Regions from separate parts of the Mus musculus genome. Here region 1 is linked to region 2. The links are chromatin contacts, called in public HiChIP or PLAC-seq maps. All regions are on one chromosome and are shown on one strand. The core of a region is the stretch at or near the end of the contact, and the rest is flanking DNA. Distances in the headings are between cores, read along the strand shown. Region 1 holds the start of Efnb3 (ephrin B3). Region 2 overlaps Dnah2 (dynein, axonemal, heavy chain 2).

Evidence for each region. HiChIP or PLAC-seq counts read pairs in DNA pulled down with a chosen protein or histone mark.
Region 1: a contact with region 2 is called in an H3K27ac HiChIP or PLAC-seq map of embryonic stem cells, with 5 read pairs. The contact joins the promoter of Efnb3 here to the enhancer-like site in region 2. A contact is called at or near these places in 8 of 39 promoter capture datasets (the 3T3-L1 cell line, 3T3-L1-derived adipocytes, cranial neural crest and 4 more), 1 of 115 datasets of contacts at active chromatin or transcription factors (embryonic stem cells) and 3 of 9 other capture datasets (adipose tissue, liver and pancreatic islet).

What each region holds. Positions count from the first base shown.
Region 1 is chr11:69,558,283-69,562,837 of GRCm38.p6, forward strand. It overlaps Efnb3 (ephrin B3), which reads right to left and starts at 1,955. Exons shown (of 5, transcript NM_007911.5): 1 at 1,410-1,955. The coding sequence starts at 1,531. Wrap53 (WD repeat containing, antisense to Trp53) reads right to left here. Exons shown (of 10, transcript NM_144824.3): 7 at 4,367-4,555; 8 at 4,112-4,215; 9 at 3,840-3,977; 10 at 3,472-3,737. The coding sequence ends at 3,497.
Region 2 is chr11:69,467,376-69,471,795 of GRCm38.p6, forward strand. The region is part of intron 39 of Dnah2 (dynein, axonemal, heavy chain 2); the gene reads right to left. Among named protein-coding and RNA genes, the nearest start is that of Kdm6b, 53 kb to the left of the region's middle. Within about 2 kb of position 2,101, at least 16 of the 459 cell types and tissues checked have an H3K27ac peak or open chromatin away from gene starts, as enhancers often do. A contact at or near this core is called in embryonic stem cells, where this site is marked.

The DNA of each region.
Region 1 (4,555 bases), core at 705-3,204, 91 kb after region 2:
GTTGAAACCCGGTTCCACAAAGCTGTTGCCCAGCATCTTCCCAGATTCGTACTGACCAGCTCCCACCCAATACCCAAAAGAACCTCAGAAAGCCCCAACGCCTTGTCTCTCTCAACCCTAACAGGATAGCCCATTTATATCCTCAAGGTATACTTAGTGCTCAAAACTGCAGCCAGGAGTTGCTGGCAGGTGGGAGAACTTGTGATTGACTATTCCCACTGAGATATAGGAGGGAGAGGAGGTACCAAGATTGGAATAGGGCAGGAAAGCCAGGAAGCAAAAAAACAGAAACAAACAAACAAACAAAAAAACCAATCCTACCTCTCCTTTCATGAATGAGTACATAATATGTCCAAATACCTTGCCTCCAATCCTCATAACAGCTGTAAGGACTGAAGATACAAACTCAGAGAGGTTAAGTGACATGCCTAAGACCACACAGCTTTCTGCAAAGAGCAGGGCTAGTGTTAAGACCAAGTGCCTGATAAAGTCTCAGGTCCACTCCCCCCTCCCATGACCTCTCACAACCGCCCCAGCGAAGGAGGAAGTTTCTGAAACACAGAACTCTTGGGCTGGTGGGGATAGGAAATGTCATGGAGACAAATCACTTAGATGGCCTCCCAGAGGTTCTGTCTGCCCTGTGTGACTGACTGACCCTTGGCCTCTTTCCAAGCAAAGCTAGCATGTCAGGGACCGGAGTCCCCGATGGGAGAGTTTGCGGTCGGTCAAGATGACTGGAGAGGCCAGTGGCACCCTCAGGACTCCCAGTGGCAGGAGAGAAGGAGGGGGCTTTGAGGGGCCTCCAGAAAGAGTCCACCAAACCAGGAAGACAGGACCATGTTCTAGTTGCCAAACTGTTCAACCAAAGGGTCAACTAGTCCTCTGGCTGTGAACACCAGTTGGGAACACAGACTGAGAGTCAAGGAACCTTGGGTGGGTTGTTCTATAGCCCCAAACTGAACCCCCTTCCCCCTCATCTGCAACACCGAGTGCCTCCTGGGAGCTAGGTGTCCCTGCCCTTCTCCTCAGTGCCTCAGCAGCACCCATTCAGCACCTCTCTCCCGAGAGCTGACATTAACCAGGCTCCCTTCAACGCAGATGACACAGGTCTCCTCCAGAGCCAAATAGCCACTCCATTGCCCTCCCCCTGCCCGTGAACTTTATCTTTGCCCCTTTAAGATCTCCCAACTCCTGACACATGGTATCACCACCCACAACCAGCTCTGTGAGACTAGGAGTCTGGCTCTCAAGATCATTGCTCTGTCTTGTAACCTGTCACCTCACCTCAGCGCTACAGCAAGCACCCTTCTGCCAGCCCCCTCTCAGCTCAGAATCCTAGCCCGGTTAGTCTCAAAGCTTCCATATCCCTTATCCATGGGACTGGAATCTCCTCAGTCCCAACCACTCACCTCTTATTCGCCGAGTTCCAGTAGACAGGCTCCAGGCTGAGTCCAGATACCAGCCCCGCAAAACCTAACAGCAGCAGGGCCCCGACTTGCACACCCCCTGGCCCAAAATGGGGGGCCCCCATGACCCTACCAAGGCCTGGGGGCGGGGCACCAACTCCCCCAAAGTCTCTCACCCCCAGGGGTGGCTACCACGCTGTGGAACCCCAGTCACCCTGGTGGGTGGCTAGTCACCCCCAGCTCCCACAAGGACCCTCTTTTCTGCGATGCTTGCTCCCCGGCTCCAGAGCGCTCAGCCCCACAAGAACCCTTGCAGGGGCCGTCTGCAGGCGCCTTACGCGCCCCCGGCCCACGCGCCGCACCTCGGGATTTGTGCGCCCCGCTACGTGGGGGACATGGGGAGCCGAGGGCCGGGCGGGGGCAACATGAGGCGCCGGGCAAGGGAGCGAAGAAGGAGACACCGAGCTGGAGCCCCAGCCTCGCCGGGATTGAGGGCAGCGGGCTAAGGGAGGAAACCAGTCCCGAGCCCAGGAGGGGGGAGTTAAAGGAGAGGCGGGGAGGGGGAGAGCATGGTGGAGGGAAAAACCGGAGCTGGAGCACAGTCGGAGCGGGCGTCGCATCCCGCGGCCCACGCCCCCCACACCTCCCTCACCTCGCACACCTCCCGTCCGCCACCCCGCCTCGCTGCCCGGCGCGGTCTCTCACGCCCCCTTTGTCTCTGGCAGTGTCCGTCTCTGGCTGAGTTTCTACTTGCTTTCCTTCCTGCCCTCCGATTGCCCGAGCGTTTGGAATCTTCCTCGCTAGCATCCAGAAAGGCTCTTGCCCTCTCCACCCCGAAAAAACCTTCCCCCTTTGCTCCCCGCAGCCTACTCCTCTCCCATTCCAAAACAACACCGCGGCTTTCCAGGCGGTCTGGAGAGGATAATGATAACCTTGAAGGCTAGGCACTTCACAAAGTAACGCTAAGTTGATGGGCTACCTGTGTGAAGTGGGAGGGGGTAGAGCTATCCAGGTTGAGAGGGGACCCCGTGACTTGCCCAAGGTCACACGGGGAGTTTAGGAAAACCCCGAAGACACAATCTAGGCTGCTGAACTCCCCCTTTCCTGGGGTTCATTTTGTCACGGTTTCTTGGACCCTTTACTGTTTTCTGTGGATTAGACGAAGAGACCAGGGAGTAGTAAATTTTGGCCCTTCTTGGGTGATCACGGAGAAAAGTATGACTGGGAGAGGAAAGGGGGTACCTATAACCCCAAAGCAGCAATCCACAGGAAAGGCTGTTTCCAATTATCCTGGGGGAAGGGAGGAGCTGCCTTCTTGGGTGTAAGAAGCAAGGCTTTCAGCACCTCCCGGCAGGGGCGACATTCCTCTCCTTCCAGCCCAATCCTCCACAGGCTGCTCCTTTCCCTTTGACTGTGGTCCCCACCATGGCCCCGTTGACAGCATCTCTTCAAAGACTCTCATTCTGGGTATTTGACAAGGTGTGTGGGGAGGAGGGAGAGTGGACAGATGGAGAAGCACGAAGAACTACCGAGCAAGCCCCTTGCCCGAGCGTGCGCCGCAGTCTAGAGGGAGTCCAATAAGAAGCAGCTGTTTTTCTGTTTGCTCCTTCCTGTGTGTCCTTCCTTTGCCTACTGGGGTGCAGTGGGACACCGTGTCTTGCACCCTTCTCTTCTGCAGCTGCATGATAGTAAACAGGGCGGTGTGCAGCCATCAGCACTGACTTGTCTGTCTGTCACTGTCTGCTTAGTCTCACAGTCACACTCAATCGTCTGCCACCCCTGCTCAGGCCAGCTCACTCTGACCCCTGATGCAGCCACCTCAGGAGTGAGATTTTAAACAGGTTTGCTCCTCAGTTTACCAAGTTGCCTAGCAACCACACAGTCAATGGCATGAGACCCCACCCCCACCTGCTTGACTTCACACCATGCTCAGCACCTCATTGGCTCCTGCCTGGTCCCACCCCTCAGCCCCTTGGTTTTGGGAACAATATGCCAGACCCCACAGATGCCGGACAAAGGAACCTACTACCACCAGTCACGTGCCACCCCGAACAGACACAATGACTCCAGTGTGACACAAAGTCTTTATATTAACTCATCCCCACAGCCTCTGTCCTTCTTTGTCCCTTTTCATCCTGGTCGTCAACAGGGCTACTGGGGTCAGGTCCCCCTCCACACCACCAGAGCTGAAGCTGACATTCGGGATGGGCGTGGCACAGGGAGAGCAGAGGAAGCTCCAGCTCCAGCTCACCTTCATCCCCGCTATTGGTGGGCTCAGGGAACACGCGCTGGCCAGAAGCAGTGGCCAGTAGAGGCAAGGTAGGGTGAAGGCTGGAGAAGAGAGCAGTCGGTCAGCACCTAGTTCAAGATAATACCCAAGAAACCCACCTTCCTCCCAAACCCTAGCCCCAAGCTCCTTCAGGGAATGAGGACCTGACTCCGTTGGTGCAGTCCTTCTGAGGCAGAAAAGTCACCACGGGTTCCAGCTTGCTGTCGTCACTAAGAGCTCCACTGATATCCCACACAGAGACAACTCCACTGGTGTTGCCGCTCACTAGGAACTGACCGCTCCTGGGAAAGACGGGAGATTTGTAGCAGACAGGCATGACCCTTGGGGTAGAAGCCATTCCTATGTAGTGGCCTAGACCCCTACGGCAGCATTCTGACATCCTTGCTTGAGCCTGGAAGGGGCCAGAGCCACTTACGGGTCCAGATCAAAGTAGATGCGCTGATTAGTGGTCACTTCCCGACTCAGAGACCACAGGAGGTGGCCTGGCTGCCGGAGATCCCAGCACAGAAGTTCAGCATCCTAAAGATAAGAACAGGGGTCTGGAGTCAGCCACTCTCTCTGCTGACTCCACCTCAGCCTCCCTGAGTCCCTCAAACTTGGCACATTTTAACACGTTACAGACAACATCCCCACTCCTGACTACCCACATGCTTTGGGCTCTGACCAATACCTTTCGGGCTCCCGAGAAGAAGAGATTGCCATCAGGGTGAAAGCAAAGGTGGGTGATACCCCCTTGGTGGCCTCCCAGCAAGGCAAGAGGCGAACCATCATCCCAGGCATACAGGCCTATGGTGCGGCCGTAGGAGCCACAGGCATAGAGGGGCTGGGATGGACTGAAGGCTATACAGGAGATGATACC
Region 2 (4,420 bases), core at 851-3,350:
ATTTAAAAAGTACTTTCAGATGAGTCAGGGGTCCAGCACTAGGGAGGCAGAGGCAGGTGGAACTCTGAGTTCAGTTCCAGGCCAGTCTGGTCTACAGAGTGAGTTCCAGGACATCCAAAGATACATGGAGGAACCCTGTCTTGAAAAGCAACAACAACACACACACACCACAAAAACAAAACCCTCCCCCACAAAACATACTTTTACATTATAGAAAGTTGTATTTCTCCTTAACTAGATCCTTCAAATGCTAACATATAACATATAACTGCTCACCAGAAAGAAACAGAAAAAAAAATCTACATCCAGGATTGTTTGTTTGGTTTGGTTTGGTTTTTAGTTTTCAAGACAGGGTTTCTCTGTGTAGCCCTGGCATATCTGGAATTCACTCTGACCTGGCTGGCCTCAAACCCAGAGATCTGCCTGCCTCTGTCCTCTTAGTGATGGGATTAAAGGTGTGAGTCACCACCACCCCCTCCAATATTTTTATTTTTTTGAGACACAGTCTTACTCTGTAGCCAATTATATAGCCCAGGATTCCTTCAAAATAGCAGTTACCCTCCAGCCTCACCTCCTGTGGACTGAGATCACAAGCGCGAGCCTGTCTGTTATATTTTTCTGTACATGGGTCTGTATATTTTCCTTAACTTTTTTTAAAAAAGATTTATTTATTTATTATATGTAAGTACACTGTAGCTGTCTTCAGACACTCCAGAAGAGGGCATCAGATTTTGTTACGGATGGTTGTGAGCCACCATGTGGTTGCTGGGATTTGAACTTCGGACCTTTGGAAGAGCAGTCAGTGCTCTTTAACCACTGAGCCATCTCTCCAGCCCCTTTCCTTAACTTTTTAATGTTGTATCTTTCTATAGTTTGCTTTAGGGATGGCAAGATGGTGCCGAGGCCAAGGGCATTTGCTATGCCAGCATGGTGATCTGGGGTTTTGACCCCCCCAGAGCCCATGTAAATATAAAAGGTAGCTGACCACCAAGGTCCAGCCAGCTTCAGCATAGTCTGGAAGAAAAGGCCACATCCTGCTGCTAATACTGGGCAAGATATCTGAGACACCCCTACACCTTGAATGCTGTGCTGACCAAACCAAACTCCTCAAAATCAAAATTAACCAACTCGTCCTAACACTGGGTTCTTCTCCCCCATTTATAAACTGTCATTTGCCTATGGGGCCGCATCTGTCTTCTCTCCATCCAGAGGCAGTCCATTGTCCTTCCAGAGCAACTATGCTTTCCCCCTCTCCCTTGTTCCTTTTCTCTTCTCCCTCATTCTCACCCTCATCTGTCTCTGATTCCCTGCCCTTTGTCCCTCTGGGGCAAATAAATCTCCCGTGGTGCTGAGAACTTAGTCTTGCTGCTGTGTCCTGTGCTGACTCTGGTCATTCATAGCCAACTCCACAAAGCTGCCCTCTAGCCTCCACACATGTGCTATGGCAGGCATGCCCATACACATAGATCATGCACACACACTCTTTCACATGCACACATACACACACACACACTAATAATAATAATAATAAATAAAAATGCAAAGCTTGCTTTGTCTGAAAAGGGTAGTTATCACTGTAGTCAGAATACATATGCTGAATGGGTGCCTTCAAGTTTTTGAGGCAGACTCATGGCCTTTACATGTTCAGTGTCTATATGCTCTTTATGAATCAACTATGAATCAACTCAAAGTTGTCCGTTGTGTTGTTCAAATCTTCCATGACCGTAAATTTCAGTCAGCCTGGTTTACTTACTAAGAGGTTAAAACCCGCCTCTATTCTATGGGTTTATCTATTTCTCCTGACATCTCAGCCAATTTAGCTTTAGTTCTTTTGAGTCTGCATCTTAAGTACATCCAAATTCAATCTATTTTATCTTCCTGGACAATCTGAACCTTTTTTTTTTTTTTTTTTTTTATCTTGAGGTGACTTTGTATTTCCAGTAAAGCGTTTTGCCTTGAAGGCTGTGCTGTCTGTCTGTCTGTCTTGGCTTCCCCAGCTCTCTCTGGATGCGTAGCGATCTGGCAGACCTCCTCCCCTGAGACTCCCAAGCCTTTGTCCTTCAGCTTCAGGTGTGTCTCATGTAGGAGACACTCCCGAGGATTACCGTCAGGGCGGGGACTTTTCTTCCAGATGGCGTGTTTGCCCCGAGGGCGCTAACAGATTCTGTGCCTGTTGCTTACCTGGGTTTCAAGATCCTTATCACAAAGCTAACTCCAAACTCTGCTAGTTAATTAAGAGTGTCTGAATGATGGTCACATCACTTATCAATTTCTCTGTTAGACACACTCCTGAAGCCTTTGGATTTTATTTATCAATAGAGGAAGGGTTCACGCACTGAAGAGGCTTGATAGCCTTGATCTCCTCCTACTGCCTTCTGTCTCTCTGCTCACCCTGTGACTGCCATCTTGGGCTCTCTGTTGACCAACCCCTGAAGCTTTATTTAAGCTTCTCTTGAACGAATGGTATTCCTGTGTCTGCTTCTCTGCTAACTTTTCATAGTCTGTACCTACACTTTAGTGAGGCCACATTCTCTCGGCTCATGAACATATTAGAGGCTTTTTGTTTGTTTGAAATAAGCATAATTGAAAGTGTAGCTGATCTAGCCTTCTATAAGATAGGTTGGATGAGACAGAATTTGAAGTCAGAAATTATTTACCCCTGGAATTTTGAAGGCTGCTCCATTATTAGCATACTTAACATTATTGTTGAGACACAGAACAGCCTGGTTTGTGGTTGTTTTTAGTCTCTTGCCTCTTTTTTCTTTTCCTCCTTGGAAACAGCTGAAATAGTCTTCTTGTTCAATATCTAGAATTTCCCAGGGGCAGCCTGTTAAAGGACTGTTCTAGTCCACGTTTATGTGGGATTTCCTTTAGCTGTGAGCAAGGACCTCATCCCTCCATGCTCTTCTCTGTGACTTTTGAAATTGTTTGAATGTTATCTCACCTAGATTTTCCTTTAAATCCTATCTCTTCTCCCCTTTGTCTGCCATAGTCCTTTCTTAATAGCATTTCATTAGAATTTCACTTGGATAATTCTGATCATTGTTCAGGGTGGAGTCTTGGTGGCCCAGGCTGACCTGAATGCATAGAGGGGACCGGCTATCCTCCTCACCCCCAGAGTCCCTGTGTCTGCAGAGATGCCCACCACTCCCCAGCAGAGGCCATTGATGGTTTGCTTTGTATTTCCTCTCCTTGGCCTATCTATTTCTCCACCAGGCTCTTTCTTGTTTGTTCGGGTTCTTTTGTTAGGGAACCTAGGCCCTGCAGGTAACCAAGTCCTAAGCAGATAGGTATGCAAGCCAGACAAGGACAAGCCCAGCCCCAGCACACCCCCTACACACACACACACACACACACACACACACACGCACACGCACACGCACACGCACACGCACACGCACGGTGGGGTGCAGGCTGGAGGGAAGGGGGGTCAGTCTCACTGCCATCACCTTTTCTGGGTCACACATTAACTAAGCCCCCACCTCCTATCGAGAGTGACTCCTGCCGTGTGGCGTGAATGGCAATGTGCCCAGTCCCTTACTTCTGTCGCAGACCATAGGTCACACATCATACATTGACTAAGCCTGCTTCCTTGTGATACAAGACCACCCCTCTTCTCAGAAACCCTTACAAAGTAGACTCCTTGCTTCTCCCAGGGCTAATACTTTCCTTCAAACTCTTTACCATACTGTCTGTTGCCCTGCATTTAAAAAAGTCTCTTGTCTCAGGGATTTGGCTCAACATCCCCTCTCCTCCCTTGCCTCCTCCCTCCCACTAGTAACACCTAATGGCCTTCCTACCAGAGCTCTTCTCTCAGGTTGTTCAGCGAGCTTTGGTTTTCCTTACATCATCCATTCATATTCATATTCTCTCTCTCTCTCTCTCTCTCTCTCTCTCTCTCTCTCTGTCGTGTGTGTGTGTGTGTGTGTGTGTGTGTGTGTGTGTGTGTGTGTATTCTAGACCAGGCTACCCTCAAATTCCTTATGTAGCCAAGGTTAGCCCTGAATTCCTGATTCTCCTACCTCTACTCCCATTTTCTGTTTATATGGCTGGGTGTGTGGGGCTCCTGCAGGCGACAGTGCACTTGGGATCTTTATGCCATGTCCCTGTCATTCTTCTTGGGTCAGAAGAATTCCCCGGAGAGAATGAATACTTTCACTTGCCTGTCTGGATGCCTCAATTCTTTAAGCCGAGAGATGAAAGAAAGCATCTAGTCTGCAAACGTTCCCTCAGTACTGGTTAATCTGACTCATTCCTCTCCTGCCTGCTGTTCCTCAGGCTCGACACCTCTACTCAGCAGGGGAGGCTCTGTCACCCGGGGCCATTAAGACACCAGATCTTAGAGATACAGCTCCTTTCTTCTCCTGGGACAGAGTCCTGTTACACAACTCTAGCTGGCTTCAGCGAACAGCTCCTTTTC